Regions from separate parts of the Mus musculus genome. Here regions 1, 2 and 3 are each linked to region 4. The links are chromatin contacts, called in public promoter capture Hi-C maps. All regions are on one chromosome and are shown on one strand. Each heading gives the region's core, a stretch centred on a gene start, on an enhancer-like site or on the middle of the called end of the contact. The rest is flanking DNA. Distances are from core to core; before and after follow the strand shown.

Region 1 (4,819 bases), core at 779-3,278, 1.4 Mb after region 4:
AAAAACAAAACAAGAAAAGAAAGAAAAGAGGACGGGAGAAATGTCTCAGCGGGTAAGAGCACTGACTGCTCTTCCGGAGGTCCTGAGTTCAAATCCCAGCAACCAGATGGTCGCTGCTCGCAACCACCTATAATGAGATATGACGCCCTCTTCTGATGCATCTGAAGTCAGCTACAGTGTACTTATGTATGATAATAAATAAATCTTTGGGCCGAGGCAAGCAGGGACTGAGCAAGCAAGGGTGACTGCAGAGAGTGGGGTTGACCAGAGAAAGCAGAGGTCCTAAAATTCCCAAAAACCACATGAAGGCTCACAACCATCTATCTGTACAGCTATAGTGTTCTCACATAAATAAATAAATAAACAAACAAACAAATAAGAAAAAAGAATGGACTGTTTCCTCCAATGACCATCTGTACAGCTATAGTGTACTCACATAAATAAATAAACAAACAAATAAGAAAAGAGAATGGACTGTTTCCTCCAATGACCACATGGCTAAGTGCAAGCTGTGGTTGGTTTGAGCCTCTGCTCAGCACCAAGACCCCTCATACTGGTAGCTTGGGTACAGAGCAAAATTCCAATTTCAAAGAACAGCATCTATTGAAAAGATACTGTTTCCACACCACTATCAGGTCAAAAAACGCTGCCAGGGATCAGAGATCTACACAATAATGTGGAAATATCCTAAGCACCTCAAAAAATTTTTACTGGGCTAGAAGGCATTTGAAACTCTTTCTTCCCTCTTCTGTATATGTACATCCAAATGATCTCAACTCAGAAACAAATTTAAGACTGCCAGGCCCTCTTGCTGCTGCCTAGACCACTGCTCCTTGCAATGTATCCAATAAACCTGTTTTCTTCCTTAAAGGAAAACAGGGAAAAGAAAAAAAGACTGAGAAAATTGAGACCCAGGCTATCCCAAGGAGGCTTTGAGTCAGATGACTAATTGTATGGTGGTATGGACCACAGCCGTGAGTTGAGCTCTGATTGAAATCAGCTACTGATCCTGGGGCAAGTCACTTAAGGTCTGTGGGACAATTTTCTCATCCACGACAGCTGTTGGCTCACAGAATGTGAGGTAGCGATGAAATGCTACATAAAAACGTACCTAGCTTGTAATAGGAAAAAACGTGCCTAGCTTGTTGGGCAAGACAGAGGTAAAGAGAATGACGCTTTGGGCCAAGGTTCAAATACGATCTCTAGTGCTTCCTAGCTGTACGATGCACAGCGAGTCAAATGCACTGCCTCGGTTTCCACCAAATAAAGACAACACCACTATTTAATAATATTTTGGGAAGGGATGATAAACGTAAAACACTCAACAGTGCTCAATAAAGCTTAGCAATTATTACCGCTAGGAAACGGCAAGAGACTTCAAATGCAAGGTGCGGTGGGTCACCGGCTGCGGTACCACGGAAAAAGCGTAACGCAGTTTTGGAAACTGACGTACTTGGTGACAACCTCTTGCACTTTGCAGCTGTGTCGACCCAGAGGGCTGTTTTAATCCCTCCCTAAAGAAGATGGCTGTGAGCGTACGGGGAGACCAGCACGTGAACGCTCCCAGCGTGGAGTAGGAATCAACTCCGATCTTCCTCCCTTCACTTCCCGCGTGGAAGGGACAGGCCGCACGATCCTAAAGCTCAGAACCATGAAACCAAGACAAAGTTCAGAGCCCAGTTTCCCTGCCCCTGGCTAGGGAGGCGTTGCCATCCTTCCTTCGTCACCAGACCAAAAGGAACCTCGGGGGCCTCTGGCCGAGGCTAAGCTCCGTACCTCAGTTTACCAATCCTGCAACTGTCCACCACTAAGACATCGCTAAAACGGCGCGTCCGCCGAGCGAGGCGTTTGGGGCTCCCCTTCCCGCTTGGGCTGAGCCCTTTCCCTCTTACCTCAGTGCCCCGCGGTTTCTCCATGATACCAAATTCAATTCCCTCAACCGTCACCAGGTGCAGGAAGCCATATTGCCCTCGCCGCTCTCCGAGAGTGTGCTCATTGGCTGCTGCGCCCGAGCTGCGGGCCAATCATGCCGCAGGAAATAGGAAGCCGGTTCCGCGCTCGCCCGCGCCCCGCCTCCATTAAGGAGGGGCTGGGTAGCCGTGAGGATTAGGGGAGTTGTAGTTTTCTCCTGGGTGCACGAAAAGGGTCGTTGCCTTAGTAATGCGAAATCTCCTGAAGGGTACTTCTAGGGTTTTGTTGTTGTTTTTTCAGAGACAGGGTTTCTCTGTATAGTCCTGGCTGTCCTAGAACTCACTCTGTAGACCAGGCTGGCCTCGAACTCAGAAATCCGCCTGCCTCTGCCTCCCAAGTGCTGGGATTAAAGGCATGCGCCACCACGCCCGGCGGGTTTTTTTGTTTTTTGTTTTTGTCCTTTCTTAGTCAAATTTCAAACCATCTGAGCACAAGGGATTGGACGTGCCAGCCCCCCCCCCACACACACAAAAATTCGCACTCTCCCCAGGGGCCCCAGACAAAAATTCACACTCTCCCCAGGTAGGAAGTAAAGGTGCTCTTGGACAGGAATGCCTAGCAGAAATGCCTAATCCCTCTTTCAATTCAGACAGGAACAGGAATATTCTTAAACTCTATGTCCGTCTGCTCGCTGGGGCTTATGAGATGGTTTAGTAGGTGAAGGATCTTGTTCCATGAGCCTTTCTACCTGAGTTCAAATCTCTGAGCCACAACATAAACCTGGAAGTCAAAAAGCTACTCACAAAGTTGTCCTGACCTTTGTGTCACGCACATAAAACAAACACACAAGCTAAATAAATAAATGGGGAAAAAAAAGCCTTGGACTGGAGAAATGGTTCAGTGGTTACTGGCCACTTTTCCAGAGGTACCAGGTTTGATTCCCAGAACCCAGAACAACTCACAAAATTCTATAAACCCAGTTATAGTGGATCCTACTTTCTCTTCTGGCCTCTGATGACGCCAAGCACTAACATGGTCCATACATATGCATTCAGCAAAACCCCCATATCCACAAATAAATTATACGGATAGATGTTATAACCTTAAATCTAGGAGAGATGACTCAGCCTGTAAGTGAGTACAGCCAGAGCATGGAAAGCTGAGTTTTGCCCCCCAGTGCATGACAGAGCATGCCTGTGATCCCAGCACTAGGTAAGCAGACACAGAAGGATTCCCATGGCCTGCTGACCAGCCAGCAGCGATACAGTGGATAGCAAGAGATTGAAGAAGACACCTGAAGTCAACGCTTTTGCCAACTGGAGTATACATGTGGATTGAGTCCCCTATAGAACTACTCCTTCCCATCCTGGGTTCTCAGGAATTGTATGGCCTTACAAGCATCTAAAGTTCAGACAGGTCTGGATTAGTTTACTTATCCTACGTGAGGGCTCCCAGACCCACTCCCAGCTCCCTGCCTCTCTGCGTTGCTTTTTATTTTTAAATTTTTATTTATTTACTTTTTTAATGTGTTATAGGAGTTTTGCTTGCACGTATGACTGTGCACCATATGTGTGGCCAGTGCCAACAAAAGCCAGAAAAGGGTGTGGGATATCATGGAACTGGAGTAACACGGTGGTTATGAGCTGCCATGAAAGTGCTGGGACCGAACCTGGTTCTCTGAAAGAGCAGCCAATGAGCTTAAAAACTGAGCCCTCTCTCCAGCTTGTTTTTATTGTTTCTATTGTTTTGATTTTTTTTTTTTTTTTGAGACAGGTTCTCTGTAGCTGGATTGGCCTTGGACTCAAAGAGATCCTCCTGCCTCTGCCTTCCAAGTGAGTGCTGGAATTAAAGTCAGGCATCTTCATTCCTGAGTTTGTTACTGTTTTTTTTTCCCCCTTTAAAGCTTTTGAATACAGTCTGTGCCACCCTCATCTTCCTCCCTGTGGAGCCGTTGACTGGAGTGTGGTTGACCTACCAGGAGCCACACCTTAAAGAAAACTGACTCTCCCCCCAAAGTCTGTCTACTGCCCTAGTGCCTCATCTAGGGGGAGGAACTCACAACCCCCTTCCCACCCTGTGCTGGGTGTTGACTGACCTCATCTGGTGAACTCAGGACCTTCGGAAGAGCAGTCAGTGCTCTTAACCACTGAGCCATCTCTCCAGCCCCTAAACCCTTCTCTTGTCTCAGATTCCTAGCAGCTGGACTTGGAGAGATGACTCATCAGTAAACAGCATCTTGCAGAGGAAACAGAGGAACCAGGTTTGTTTCCCAGCATCCATGTTGGGTTGATCACTACCACCTGGGACTCCAGTTCTAAAGGATCCGAACCCTCTGGACTCTGCGGGCACCTACAATCATGGGTATGCACACGCTCACACACACACACACACACACACACACCACCTATACATGGAATTTAACAAAAACAACAACAAAAAGACCAAAATAATCAAAAACCAACAACAAAACTCATAGGGTTGGAGAGAGGGCTCAGAGTTCAATTCCTTTTTTTTTTTTTTTTTAAAGACTTATTTATTACTATATCTAAGTACACTGTAGCTGTCTTTAGACACACCAGAAGAGGGTGTCAGATCTCATTATGGATGGTTGTAAGCCACCATGTGGTTGCTGGGATTTGAACTCGGGACCTTCAGAAGAGCAGTCAGTGCTCTGAAAGGCGGAGCCATCTCTCCAGCCCCAGAGTTCAATTCCTAAAATCTACATGGTGGCTCATAACTCTCTATAACTTCAGTTCCACAGTCTTCTGGCATGGACACACACACACAAAGTCCATAGATTAAATAAAAGTAAACTTAAAAGTCAAAACAAACTAGGCAATGATGGCTCACGCCTTTAATCCCAGCCATTGGGAGGCAGAGACAGGCATATCCAAGTTCGAGGCCAGCC
Region 2 (4,397 bases), core at 170-2,669, 1.1 Mb after region 4:
CAAAAAGATATAGAAAGGGGCTGGAGAGATGGCTCAGCGGTTAAGAGCACTGCTGCTCTTCCGAAGGTCCTGAGTTCAAATCCCAGCAACCACATGGTGGCTCACAACCATCTGATGACCATTTCTGGTATGTCTGAAGACAGCTACAGTGTACTCATATAAGTAAATAAACCTTTTTTAAAAAAGGTACTTCTGAACATCTCTGAACACCATGATTCTCTCTCACTTGCTTATTCTGTCTGTCTGTCTGTCTTTATTTCTCTCTCCCTCTCATGTTCCCACTCCATTTCCCCAATAAACCTTGCCCTAGATCTGTTCCTGGCATGATGTCTTTTTTTTTTTTTTTTTGGTTTTGGTTTTTTAGAGACAGGGTTTCTCTGTGTAGTCCTGGCTGTCCTGGAACTCACTTTGTAGACCAGGCTGGCCTCGAAATCAGAAATCCGCCTGCCTCTGCCTCCTGAGTGCTGATATTAAAGGCGTGCTCCACTTATTACTCTTACTGAGGACCTGAGTTCAATTCTCAGCACCCATACTGGGCAGCTTACAACTGCTTGTACCTCCAGAACTAGGAATCTGAAGCTTTCTTCTGGCCTCCTGCAGAGGATCAGGGATTTGACACCCAGCACCTACAAGGAAGCTCACAACTGTGGGTAATTCCAGGTCCAGAGGATCTGACACTCACTTCCATCCTGACTTAGGTGGGCTCCTGCATGTACTTAGTGCACATCACCCCAGGCACACACGACAAAATAACACAACAAAAAAGACTCGCATAAAAGCTTACAAGTTAGAGATTTATGGCATATTGGCCCTTAGTAGGTTACTTTTGATTGGAAAAAAAAAAAAAGCAACAAACATTTCTCACAGTAGGTAAAAGCCATCATGGGATATTTTTCTCTTTTCTTCCTTCTCTCTCTCCCCCTCCCTTTTTTTGTTGTTTGTTTTGTTTTAAAAAATAGGGTCTTATCCAAGGCTGTCAAGGCTACAAAGGGAAACTCTTGTTTTGAAAAAACAAAACAAAACAGAGTATGTAGCCCTGGCTGGCCCGGAACTTGTTTTGTAGATAAGGGCCTCTGCCTCAGAAGGGCTGGATCACAGGTGAGCCAGCACGCCGGGTTCTCCCTGAGACTTCAAGCTCAAGATGACAAGGCAATACCTTCGTCCTACTAACCTTGGGAATCACAAGCAGAAGGCTCTGAGTCCCGCCCTTGCCCCCCAACCCCCCCCCCCCCCCACCGTAGGGAGCGCCCTGAGATCAACCTCAACCCGCTGGCCCGACACTGTCTTCCGGTTCAACCCCTTTTCCCGCCGGTTCCTATCTCCGTCGGGTACGAGGACTCTGACCCCGCCTACTGCCACGCCCCTCAATCCTAGGTGCCTGTACTCTTCTTTCGGCGCCGCAGGCCCCGCCCCCTCGCGGGAGGGCCGATGGCCACTGCTCCTCCCCGTGCTGCGCAGCTGGCCCCGCCCCGGCCCCGCCCGGCCTCTGTCGCACGCGACCCTGGCGGTGGCTGCAGCGACAGCGCTTGGCGCGCGGAGCTACAGCCATGGCAGTCGCCGTCGAGGGCGCCCGCAGGAAAGAGCGCATCCTCTGCCTGTTTGACGTGGACGGGACCCTCACGCCAGCTCGCCAGGTAAGGGCCTCGAGGTTCCAAAGCTCCCGCCCAGAGTCACGCCGGCATCCGTGACCCAGCGTGAAGCCGTCACTGCCATGTCAACGCAGACACCTGCGCGACCCTGTCGGAAACGTGGAGTGCAGTGGTACCGGCTCCTGTCACCGAGGAGATGGGACCCAGGCCCTCTCGGCCTTCCAGGCCTCAGCGCTCCCCGCGCGGGTTGGCATCCACGTTCCTGCCGGGAGCGCAGATGCTGTATCCAGCCTCCGGGAGGAGCGTCTATGGGCGATAGGGCGGGTATCCCCAGTTCCAGGCTTGCACAGGCCCAGGCTGGGCTCTGGGGTGGTCTTACCCCATTTTAGCCCTAGGATGCACAACTAGTCCGTCCTCAAGCTAGCGTGAGAACGCGGCGTTCCAGGCAGAGCTCCGTGCGCTTCTAAGCCCACGGTCGCCCTCTACTGAGGGCAAGGAAGATCTCTGAGTCTTTGCACTCTGGCGTCCATAGGCCTAAAACTGGGTTTAGCTCCTTAAGCCTCTTAGGATGTTTGTTTACCTTCCACCTGGAGTTGGAGGGAAAGAGAGCTGCTTTTCTGATGAGTTTTGGTTTTTGTTATTGGTATCCTTTTGGTTCCACCCATGTGAAGGTGAAAGGCCCCAGGGCTAGTCTGTTTACAATAGAAGCACTGTAAAAAATGGGAGTGCATTCTCCTGTCTGCACTTTATAGTTCACCCTCCAGTCTTTAGCCATACCTAGTTTTTCTCCCTTCGAGTCATCCTGGGTCGTTCTCACCCATCCTTCTACCTTTGGGATCACCGGGATGATCAGAGCAGAAATGGGGGTGGGGGGCCGAGCTACTGGGCAGAAGCCCGTGTGAACCTAAGTCTTAGCTTCCTGGTAGGCCTTCCACTCTCCAGAAGGAATCGGGCATCTTTCTTTCCATCCAGCAGAGGTGGATCAGGAAGATGCAGGATTGGAAAGGAGGTGGTCTAGCCTAGGCATGCCTGATCCTTGTGCTGCACTGACTTGGCAAGGCCTGAACAAGAACCGCCTGTCAATTTGTCTACTACTAGACAGACTTAATGCTTACTAGAAAAGCTTAATGCTTTTTTTTTTCTTCTTCTTTTTTCTTGTTTTGGTTTTTTTGAGACAGGGTTTCTCTGTATAGCCCTGGCTGCCCTGGAACTCACTCTGTAGACCAGGCTGGCCTCGAACTCAGAAATCTGCCTGCCTCTGCCTCCCAAGTGCTGGGATTAAAAGCATCCGCCACCACTGCCCTGCAGTTTAATGCTTTCCAAAGCTAATTTTTAATTATACATGTAAGTAATGAAAACTTTAAAGGCTAAAGACCACTTCGAACCTCGCCAGTATCCCAGGCCCAGCCCCCATCCTCGAGGTAGTATACTGGAGCCCCTTTATCTCAATTGCTTTGCCCACAGCACATACTAGACATGATTTTGTGAGGCTCTGTTTCTGACTTGGCATTATCCTGCTTATGGTATCCTGCAAGTTCCTTTAGACCATAAACAGCATGCTTTAAGACCTTGCCCCGTTGGAAGCACAGATCTGGCTTTATCTGTGCCCTGGTCTGGTAATGTTTCCAAGGAAGTATGTGTCACTGTCTGGCAGATAAGCATAAGAGTTGCTTGCAGCCAGTATTTCACTATTACAAACCATACCCCAAGGAGCAGAGAAGCTGAAATGCTAGTGGACAGGGGATGGACATGAGAGGTGTCAGTAGATGTTGCCAAATACTTTCAAAACAGTTGCACCAACTTATGTTTTTGTGGGGGCCAGAGTTCCCGTTTCTTCTCTCCCCTTGTCGCTAGCTAGCTAGAGTCTCTGATATCTGAATATATGGAAGTTTGAATTCCGATTCACTTGTTCAAATTTCCTTGGTGGAGAATCCTTTTATACTTTGGGCACGTTATTTCATTTAATGGCTACTGTGGTCCCCTTAAAGTGGCTCCTGGTGTGGCAGACATGTTGTAAAACGGGAAATGGGGCACAGAAAGGCAGAGCCCTCTGCTTAAGGCCTCTTGCTCAGATACATGAGCCAGAGCTAAGCAGGTAGAACTTCTGAGGTCTCTTTGCCTTGGGCAAGTGAAGAATCTTTTATTTGAAAGATTTGCTACCAGAGATGTTTGCAGGTTTGGATGTTTTTCACATACTGAGCATGTGCGTAATGAGTTGTTATTAGGCATCAGGAGCCACCCGGACACACAAAATCTGTTTGTGTTTTAAATCTCTTTTTTTAAAAAAATGATGTATTTATTTATTTTATGATTATAAGTACACTATTGCTGTCTTCAGACACACCAGACAGAAGAGGGCATCAGACCCCATTACAGATGGTTGTGAATCACTATGTGGTTGCTGGGAATTGAACTCAGGACCTCTGGAAGAGCAGTCAGGGCTCTTAACCACTGAGCCATCTCTCCAGCCCTGAAGTCAGGTTGTTAAACCTCAAGGCAGGTTCCTCCACTCACCAAGCCCGCTCATTGAACCTCATATGTGTTTTTTATGTTGTTTACATACCTTTTGTTTCCAACCCAAGACCACAGGCACTTTAGACATGTGCCCAACCCTATTTAGCGCATTTCTGGGTTTCTACGACAGACACATCACTTGAGGTCACCTGTGAATTCTCTATCTTGGGCATTACTTTTGTGCTCAAACAGTTGTGCATTTTGCATTTCTGATGTTTTAATTAGGGGGTGCTCAGATTCAGGTAGGAGGGCTCCCTAATTCTGAGCACTAAGTCAAATAGAGGTCTCCGACTT
Region 3 (4,860 bases), core at 553-3,052, 1.2 Mb after region 4:
CTGTGCATTTCCCCCAAGCTGCCTATGCACAAGGCCCTGGGTTCTGGACACCAGGCTTGTGCCTGGTGATTGTGATTGGCTCAATTAGTCCAAGAGCACCCTCTGCTGGGCATCACCTGCACAAGGAGGGGGAACATAGGATGTGGGGCGGTGGGGGGCCACTCTGCCTTTGGATGGGCTGGCAAATATCCTTACTCCCCCATTTATCCATCCCTGTGGGTCCTTGAGGGCCACTAGGGAGCCCCCTCCCTAGCCAATAAGCATCTTCCAACCTTGTCCAGCCATCTTTCTCTAGGCCTGGGACAACTTGGCGTGTCCTCCTGGGACCCTTCGCCACTAGCTTCTGTTTGCACTAGTTTTGTCAAGGTGGGGCTGGAGAGACAAGGATAGGCAAATAGATGTTTTGGGAAAATGCAGTGTGGGGTAAGGACGGGAGGAGACACCCAGAACCTGGGCATTCATGTCCAGAGACCTCTGGGATGGAGTTGAATTTGGGAAAGAGCTCCCCCCAACCCCCACTCCCACCCTCCATCCCCACCTCCTCACTCCCATCCTTCCCAGGGAAAGGCCCTGACTGGATGGCATCTAAGCGAGCCAGTGCCAGGCTGTCGGAGAAGAGGGTGCCCACCTCCTACCAGGCACACTTCCTTCTCCCCTCCCCCAGCCCCAGCGGATGCAGCAGTTCACACTCTGGATTTATTATTGTTCTCAGTCCCGCTCTCCCTCCTCCCTGGGAAGCGCCTGCAGCCTGGCAGCCTGGCAGCCTGGCAGGAACCTGCTGTCTCCTTGTGGGTGCCAGCATGGTCCCTTATCTCCATTCAGTCTCCTTGTGCCAGGGTCAGACCACTTAGGGGCTTGATGCCAGCCAAGGCCAACCTGAGTCCTTGCATCCTACAGCAAGCAAGGGGTGTCCAGCAGCTGGTCTATCACCCCCTGTCCTACAGTGGGTTGCACCTAAGCAGAGGAGGAGGTCAGAGCTAGCCCAGCATGCGGGGGAGAGCAAAGACCCAGTGGGGTGGCATAAAGGCAAAAATAACACAGAGCCATCCCTCCAGCCAGTTGACACAATTATCTCTGCCACACTAGGGAAAAATAGAGTGAGGGAAGACAGCTGCTCTGGGTCCCTCTGCCTGCCCCAGGCGGTTCCTCCCCTCTGCTCTGGCCTCAAAACAGATTCCAGGGACAAAATCCAGCGGTGCTCCGGACTGGCCTTTTAGGGTCTGGAAGGAGTCCCGGCTTTCCCTCACCTAGTTCCCAGACCGGAGGCTGCGGCTTGGCAGGTAGCTGCTGTTACCTGCATCTCAACCCAGACGCGAGTCCCAGACACAGACATTCACACACATTCAGATGCGCGGGAGCCACTCCGCCTCAGCTCTTCTGGAGGGTCAAGGAGAGAGAAGGGAAGGGCGGTGGGCTCTACATCTCCCCCCGCATCCTCTAAGCAGAGCTGGGCTGGCTGATGTAGCGCTGCGACCTTTCCAACCTCAATCCACACATCCTTTCTTGGTACCATCAGCCCTCGGCCCCTGCCTCTGCCACAGTTTCCATCACCGGCTTCCTTCAGGTCCCTTACCTCGCCGTGGCAGCTGGGTCCAGGCACTGTCTCCTGTAGTGGGCAGCACCCGATCTCTCTGGACTGTGGAGCTGGCTCGCAGGGGTCACGTCTGGATAATGCACTCTCCGTGGCGTGTGTGTGTGTGTGTGTGTGTGTGTGTGTGTGTGGTGTGCAGGAGGCACCTCGGGCCCCTCACTCACTCACTCACTCACTCACACACGCCCTCCTGCTGACGTCAGGATGTGCTGGAGGGAGGGACTGGGATGGGAATTTGTACTCCTAGCTTAAAGGGACACTAAGCCATCTCTTCTCTGGCCCAGACACCACCTTGTGAGCCAGGCCAAGTGCTGGGTGAGTGGCTAAGCTGCGTCACTTTGAGCGTTACTGCTTCTTGTTTTGGAAAGTGGCTTTTATTGCTGGGCCAAGGTATAATTTGCTCTACCAGGTCAGGGTAGCTGCTGGGGAGTAAGAGGCAGGAAGAGCTAGAGACAGTGTGCATTCTTGGTGAGCGGGGTGCCAGGGAGTGTTTATGGTCAACGGGAGGGCCTGCAGGGTGGGAGGATGTATTCTGGAGAAAGGAGGCCAGAGAACAGAGGAGACCCTCTGGGAACAAGCCAGGTTCCTAGGGACTCCCAGACATTCCATTCCCTCTGCAGTCTGCAGCTGTGCTGAGCTCTGTCCCCTCAGATCATCTGAGATCTCCATTTGAAGAATGTGCTCAAATCTCTTTGGCACACATTAGGTCTTTGGGAGGGGCTGTGGAATCCAGGGGAAGAGAACTATAAAAGAATAATGAGTGTCTTTCTGTGTATGTTTCTTTCTTACACACACACACACACACACACACACACACACACACACACTCGCACACACATATACAGGGGGCAGTGGTGTCTGTGTGTCTGTGTGTCTGTGTGTACTTGTGGTTTAGGAGGCTTTTAGAAGTAAGGACTGACTCAGCAGATTCAGTCCAAGCAGTTTAGGTCTCTTCAGACAGTAAGACCTCAGCACACTCCCGCCCCCCAAAAAGCCGGGCAGTGGTGACACATGCCTTTAATCCCAGCACTAGGAGGCAGAGGCAGGCAGATTTCTGAGTTCGAGGCCAGCCTGGTCTACAGAGTGAGTTCCAGGACAGCCAGGGCTACACAGAGAAACCCTGTCTCGGAAAAACAAAAACAAAACAAAACAAAAAAGACCTCAGGCAAATCCCTAGGACCCCAGTGCTCCCCAAGAGGACAGTGCTCCCCAAGAGGACAGTGCTCCCCAAGAGGACAGTGCTCCCCAAGAGGACAGGTAAGGCTCAACCGTCTATGAGCTCAGGGCCAGGCTCCAGGAAACCTCTTCAAAGGGCTTCTCTGCCACCCCCCTGTCCCTCCTCAACCTCATCTTAGAGAGACATCTTCCCCAGGTGTCACTTTAGTACTACTGAGTCATGAGGAGGTGCCCTTTGTGCTGGCACAGACCTATAGGTCCCAGCCCTCAAGAGGATGAAACAAATAGATTTCAAGTTTGAGTCTACCTGGCTACCTAGAGAGGCAGTGTCTCAACAAACAAACAAACAAACAAACAGGAAAACAGACATGACAGGAGCTGGAGAGATGACTCAATGATTAAGAGCACTGGCTGCTCTTCCAGAGGGCCCAGGTTCAATTCCTAGCACCCACATGGCGACCCCCCAACTGTCTGTAACTCCAGTTCCAGGGAATCTAGCACTCTCACACAGATATAAATTCAGGCAACACACCAGTGAAACATGAAATAAATATAAGTAGGCAATTTTCAACAATTAGAAAGAAAATTAGACATGATGGGGGTAGACCTGTGATCCCAGCACCGAAGAGGCCAAAGATTGCTGTGAATTTGAGGTCAGCCTAGACTCTATGAGAAGACCCCAGTGTCCTAAAAACAAAACAAATCAAACAAACCAGTGCGCAGTAGTTACGCTGCTTTTCTGGGGAGCCTGCATGGGTCCCAGCTCCCACGTATGGCAAGTCCTAACTGCCTGCCACTCCAGCTCGAGAGGGTTCCAACTCACCTGCACATATGTGGCACGTTCTCACACAGACACACAGACATGATACACATAAACAAAAATCATTAAAAAAAAAAACAAAACTTGGAAAGACATCCACTGGAATGAAGGTAAAGGTATAGAGAAGAACGGTAAAACAAGTAAGGGAAAAACCCTAATGAGAATAGTTCAGATGGAACTCAATCTGTAGACCAGGCTGGCCTCGAACTCACAGAGATCTGCCTGCTTCTGTCTTCTGAGTGGTGGGAATGAAGGTTTGTGCTGCCACCACCTGGTGCTTTGACCATTTTTATGCATGTGACAGATCCGCTCATTTGTGTAGACCTTACTGTACTAGAGAGGAGAGGGAGGACACCAGGAAGAAGGATTTGCCTGTGTTAGTGACCTGGTTATAGGGCGTTGGGATCCAACACCACACATACCCACAAGCCCAGAAATGTTGTTGCTGTGGGTTTTTGTTTGTTTGTTTGTTTTATTTTTTAGACAGGGACACACTAGAGAGCCTTGGTTGGCCTGGAACTCATTCTGTAGACTTGGCTGGTCTTGAACTCACAGATGTGCCTGCCTCTGCCTCCAGAGTCCTGAGATTAGGGATATGCACTGTCACATATGGCCCTTCCTAGAACTTTTTGGGTCAATTATGCTCACTCTTGGCTTCTGACAGTACAGGAGACAGTACAGGGCTGCCATCTGTGTCCACAGAGACCCAGAGTGCTGCCTTTATTCTAGTTCTGTTCTGAGCACCACACTGAGGAGCCTTCCTCTCTCTTTCGCTTCCCCATTTTCCTCTTTGTCTTGTTCTCTTTTAAAAACAAGTGAATGTCAGCTTCCTTTGAGACAAGGTCTGCCTGTTGTAGCCCAGATGGGCCTCAACCTTGTGACCATCCTGCTTCAGCCTCTTAAGAGCTGGGGTCACAGGCATGTGCTAACCAGTTTCTGCCTCCCTTGTAGCCCAGGCTAGGTTTGAACTTGAGCTAGAGGATGGCTGTGACCTGCTGAGCATCTATACCCTGGATGCTGGGGTCACAAGCATGTGCTACTGTTATTGTACCTTCCCCCACATTTTATCTACCCCCCAAATTCTCTACTCCTCTATCTCTTCCTTCTTCTCTCAGGGGGCTTCATTGTCTTACAGCCTAGAAGTAATAGACTAGCAGAACAGAGACCTGAGCTAGCCTTGAACTCACTAAGTAGCCCAGGCTGGCCTTAAACTCACAGAATCAACCAAATGCATCAACCTCTACTCACAGAAGAAGGCAAGGCACTGACCTGT
Region 4 (5,053 bases), core at 2,393-4,892:
ACTGGTTCATGCAGTGGAAAATTACCGAGTGCAGGGATAGGAGACATGAGGATAGAAAGGCAAAAAACGCACAGAGCCAGGTATGATGGCTCATGCCTGTAATTCCTACCCTTAGGAGGAGGCTGGGGCAGGAGGATTGCCAGGAGTTCATGGTCAGCTTTGATTACAGAATGAATTCTTGTCTCAAGAAGAGGAGGAGGAGAAAGAAGAAAAAAAAAAGAAAAGAAAGAAAGAGTTCTTGTCCTCAGGGCATGTGTGGCCATTTTATAAATGGAAGGATTTAAATTGACACAGCACATTCCACACATTAACGAACTAACTTCCTTGGGGTCACACAGTAGGAAAAGGACAGAGCAACGGCTCAGACTCAGGGACAGCACTGGTGTGCTGTGTGACTGATGGTAGTGGTTGCCAGAGGTGGTGGTAGTTTTCTATCAGCCCCACTCAGGGTTGGTGTTCCATGTGCTCAGTATAAAATGATGCTTAAGTGTCAGTGCAGGGACCTGGCTGTGGCCCAGAACTTCCTCCAGCCACATCTGCTCCTCTCCTCCACCTTCTGCTGTTTCACAGTCTACATGGGATCCACCAGCTTTCTGCAGAATCCAGGCCACACACAGAGCTTCCCACCAGCTCCCACACCCTTGGTCCCTCACATTCTTAGGGTCACAAGCTTCAGGATGCTGCTCTCTCTGGGGAGGTCCCTGCCTAACTTATCTACCCTTCTGTCCCAGTCTCCTTAATGCCTCCTTAATGTCCACCACAGGAGACACAGAGCTGAAGGCATCCCCTAAAGTCTGGGGTCAGTCCCCTATGACAGCCTCCCAGGAGGCTCTCCTACATTAGAGTCCAGGAAAAATGGCGTTGAGTCCAGCAAGATCAGTTTGTCCACCATCTCAGGGAACATGCAGGCGAACTAGAGAGGGACAACAGAGAGAGGGACAAGTGAGTGGGTGGGGAAGGCACAGATTTCACCAGAACAGGAGACTTCTGTCCCTCCAGCGTGGTCCTCTCAGACCTGCCTGTAGACCCCAGTAACCCTGGTCTTAGGAGTCCTGGGGATGACAGTCAGGACAGCAGAAACTCTCCAAGGGACCTTCACTAGGACACAGTGTGTGTGGAAAGTGACTCTCGCTAAGGAGGTGTGGGACTCTTCCTATCTTACCTTCTGCTTGTCCCCACAAGGTCCCCAGCCAGTAACTCACCGTGCCACCCACACAGCCACCTGCCAGACAAAAGAGCAGTGGTGACATTCTGTGTGGCCCCCCTCCCCAGATCCCAGTACCCTCCTCCCAAGCTCTTTCCTGGGGGGGGGGGGGTGTCCCATCCCTAGTTCCTTTCCCACCATGGAGTTGAGACTCGGTCTCTAGAACTGTACGGTAAGCATTAGATGACTCTCTCACCCCTCTCCTCAGAGGGGCAGGGAAAGGCACCAGGTACCACAGTGTCAAGTTCTCTCTTTCCTACAGCTCTCCCCCCGAACTCAGGTTCCGCCTTAGGCTGACTCACCAAAACTGTGGCCCAGGAGGGTGAACTGATTCCACTTAAAGGCTGAAAACACAAAGGCAGAAAGGAGGTTTGCACAGCCCAGCCTTACTCTGTCCTTTATCCCTGTGCCCTGGGGCTTGGGACTCCCTCCAAAGACCTGCAGCAGCCCCACCCTGACCCCCACACGACCCCTGCAGGAGACCCACTAGGACCCACTAGCTTCACTGTGGGATGCTCCTAGCGGAAGAGCAGGCTCTTTTCAGGGGCCAGGAAACCGGAAGCAGAAACCCCAGGTATCCGTTCCCAGGCCAGTCCTGCCTCCCAGATACTGCATCCTACTCCTAGGATGAGAGATACTATGGGGGCTCTGGCTCACCTGTTGCCACCCTTCGGACCTCACTCACAAAATTTTGCTGGTAGTACGGGAGGCCTGGGTTGTAATGGGACGAGAGCCCGTGGCCTCCGAAATCCATAGCCATGTAACAGAAGTCTGCAGCAGGGAAGAGGAAGAGAGGGGCTCGGCATGGCTGCCGTCACCCCTCCACGGCCCTTCAGCCCACGGCCCTACCTTGGGGAAGAAGAGGAATGAGCCTGTCAAAGGAGTTGGCGTTGTCCAGCCAGCCGTGTAAGCAGAGAACTGGAGGGTTCTTCTGGGAGCCCCAGACTTTGAGAGCAATGTGGCCCCAGGGCACAGCCAACTTCAACTCTGAGTGCAAACCTGCAAGGCAGATCTGGTCTGTCAACCCCTGCATCCAGGAATCCGGCACTTCCTAAGCCCCTATGAGTGCACCAAGAGGCACAGGCGCCTGAGCTACTGGCCTATGTCTAAGCTTTAGACAGACTGATTGCCAGATAACAGGGAAAGACAGCTTGGGTCCCCTGGATGAGAAAGATCTGAATAGGTTTTTCAGGATATAGCTCATTGGTTTTTAGGGCAGAACTGGAAGGAGTAGGTTGGGGGCTGCCGGCTTGAACCCTGACACTTGTGGGCTGTATGACCTTGGCTTGCCTAAAACCTCTCCATCTTCAGTTTCCCTTTCTGTTAAACAGGAGCAAATAGAGAATAATGCCTCATAACTATATGGGACCCATTCCAAGAGCCCCTGTAGATACCTGAAACTTCAAGCAGTAACAGACCCCATACACTGAATGCTACCTATAACAATAATTATACATGCCTGTTATCCCAGCCCTTAAAAGGTAGACATGGATAGACGATAAAACATTGTCTCATAAAACTTCAAATCAACAAAATAAAACAAATATACTACAATTTGTGCAGCACTGACTCTAAAATATTATTATGAGAACCAAGTGTATTAATCACACCTATAAGCCTAGCCTAGTCCTGAGGAGGTAGAGGCAGGAGGATTTCGGCCACTTAAGGATAGGCTGGTCTAGGGAGTTCCAAGCCAGCTAAAGCTACATACAGTAAAATGGCTGAGGGTTTTAAGACACTACTCAGAGTACCATGCTGCTCAAAACTGGTCTGTGCCCTCACATTTTGGACCTTAGGAAACTGAACCCTTGGAAATCGAAACTGGGAGATCACCGTGGCCAGCTTTTCCTATACCTTCGGAGCCGATGCCAGACACTTTATACTCTATCTATCTATCTATCTATCTATCTATACACCGTGAGTTGGAGAGTTGGGCCACTGCTGTTCTCAGTGCACAGATCACGAAACTGAGGCACAGGAAAGGGAGAAGGGGAGGAAGGAGAGGGGGAGAGAGTCAGCTTGACTCCAGGGCTCCATCTGGGCCTCTTCAAGTCAGATGTGCTCCAGAGCTGACCTTCTGCTGCTGTTGGACCCAAAGAGCAACCCCAAATAGCAGCCTAGGACTCAGCGGCCATCAGGAGCCCCGAGTCTGGCTCTGCTAGATCCCAGTGCTGCCCACTGAGCCTGGGAGAGGGCGATGAGCGTCCACTCCACCAGCTCAAGTAAGCGAGTGGGAGCACTCGTCGGCCTCCCCCTTCCCACTCCAATCTAAGGGGCCCTGAGGGACATTTTCACCCATTGCTCTGGTCGGTGAGGCTGTCACTCCTCGCTGAGGAGGTCACAGGAACTGGAAGGACTCAGAAGCTCACGCCCCGCCTCTTGCGTCCCGCTCAGGACTTTCCCTCCAGGTCCTTCCCGTCCCCACCGGCTTCCGTCTCCTTAGCCCCAGTTTTAGCGCCAGCCCCGCCCCTTCAAGCGACACCGCCCACCGAGGCCCCGCCTTCCTGCGGCCGGCCCGGGACTTTCAGGAGGATCTCAGGGCTGCTCAACTCCTGGCACATTGCTGTGCTGCTACGGTGGGATGGTGTCAGAGCTAGCAGAGAAGTAAGTCTCTGGAGGACAAGCTTTGACAGGCTCAATACCTGGGCATCCCCGCATGATTACCACGAGCTAGACAAGGCCCCGGTGGCCCCACAGTGAGGAAAGCTCCCTCGAGGATCCTCTCTGATTCCCACAGAAATGAGACGACTGTTTCACAGTGTTTCATGCCTCCCCACCGTGTCCCCACGGTGGCTGCGGTCCCTCAGCAGTGCCTGGCGCTATCCAGCTTTGATAATTGATTGCACGGCCTGAATGAATAAATGAATGTATAAAGCGAGGGCTCTGGCAGAAACCATCCCCAGGCAAGGAAGGACTGAAAACAGTTTCAGTCCCGAGAAGAACTCAGAGTCAGACTGTGGGCACGGGGTGCATTCAGGAGGCTGGGAAAGGCCTGTGGGTTTTTGGAGGCCAGCCTGGAATACACTGCAGGACTCTCCAATGACCAAAACTCATCCTAAAGCTAACCCTAGCAATCCAATCACAAACATTCCTAAAATGGACACATACAAGCACTACCTTTTAAATTAAAAGCAGAAATCTTGAGCTTTTAAATTTACCAGGTGGGCTCTCTGGAACAGCGGGAGATATTCCCTATCATTGTTGTAGCTGGCGAACCACAGACCTGGGCACTGAGCGGAATCAGTGTGGTGAGTTCCCCAAAGGGGTGACAGGGCAAACCCTGAGCATCACAGGCTGTAGTAAGGGGAGGGAGGGGAGGCTGGGCAGAGCCACTGTGGAGAGAAATTTGAGGCTGAAAAATAGGCCAACGTAGATGAGGGGCTGGAAAATGGGGCCGCCTGGTTGTGACAGGACTTTTCTGAGTGGTTTCACTCAGAGGTTAGGAGCTGGGAACACACCACGCTTTTCTGTTCTATTCTTTGGTTTTTGGAGACAGGGTTCGAACTCACTCCATAGCTGAGGGTGACCTTGAATTGAGCCGCCTCCCTCCCTCTCCAGAACACTGGGGTTGCACGCCTGGTTTATGCACTGCTGGGGGTCAAACACGTGGATGCATGCATGCCAGGCAAACATTCTACCAACTGAGCTACATCCCCAGCCCTTTGAGAACACTTCTGTTGGGTCCAATCAGTGGCATCTATCGGTGGAGAACACACTTTGATTCTCGATAGATAAGGGTCTTCACTGAGTTCTGTCGGAGTACAGTCACTCAGAGCCACTGGGAACAAGACACCTACCAGGAAGCCTGGGACCTTTCCCAATCTTTCCCAGTGACACATTGTTACCAAT

Evidence for each region. Promoter capture Hi-C pulls out the DNA fragments that hold promoters and counts their contacts.
Region 1: a promoter capture Hi-C map of liver shows a contact between it and region 4, with 2.0 times the contacts expected there. The contact joins the promoter of L3mbtl2 here to the promoter of Serhl in region 4. A contact is called at or near these places in 1 of 39 promoter capture datasets (liver) and 1 of 9 other capture datasets (adipose tissue).
Region 2: a promoter capture Hi-C map of liver shows a contact between it and region 4, with 2.5 times the contacts expected there. The contact joins the promoter of Pmm1 here to the promoter of Serhl in region 4. A contact is called at or near these places in 2 of 39 promoter capture datasets (both in liver) and 1 of 115 datasets of contacts at active chromatin or transcription factors (large pre-B cells).
Region 3: a contact with region 4 is called in a promoter capture Hi-C map of stem cell-derived epiblast-like cells, with 2.5 times the contacts expected there. The contact joins the promoter of Csdc2 here to the promoter of Serhl in region 4. A contact is called at or near these places in 2 of 39 promoter capture datasets (liver and stem cell-derived epiblast-like cells).

Annotation. Positions count from the first base shown.
Region 1 is chr15:81,661,098-81,665,916 of GRCm38.p6, reverse strand. It overlaps L3mbtl2 (L3MBTL2 polycomb repressive complex 1 subunit), which reads right to left and starts at 2,028. Exons shown (of 17, transcript NM_145993.5): 1 at 1,893-2,028. The coding sequence starts at 1,916.
Region 2 is chr15:81,957,952-81,962,348 of GRCm38.p6, reverse strand. It overlaps Pmm1 (phosphomannomutase 1), which reads left to right and starts at 1,419. Exons shown (of 8, transcript NM_013872.4): 1 at 1,419-1,634. The coding sequence starts at 1,548.
Region 3 is chr15:81,933,701-81,938,560 of GRCm38.p6, reverse strand. It overlaps Csdc2 (cold shock domain containing C2, RNA binding), which reads right to left and starts at 1,802. Exons shown (of 4, transcript NM_145473.3): 1 at 1,574-1,802.
Region 4 is chr15:83,098,794-83,103,846 of GRCm38.p6, reverse strand. It overlaps Serhl (serine hydrolase-like), which reads right to left and starts at 3,642. Exons shown (of 12, transcript NM_023475.3): 1 at 3,500-3,642; 2 at 2,054-2,203; 3 at 1,862-1,975; 4 at 1,507-1,548; 5 at 1,203-1,222; 6 at 839-913. The coding sequence starts at 3,503.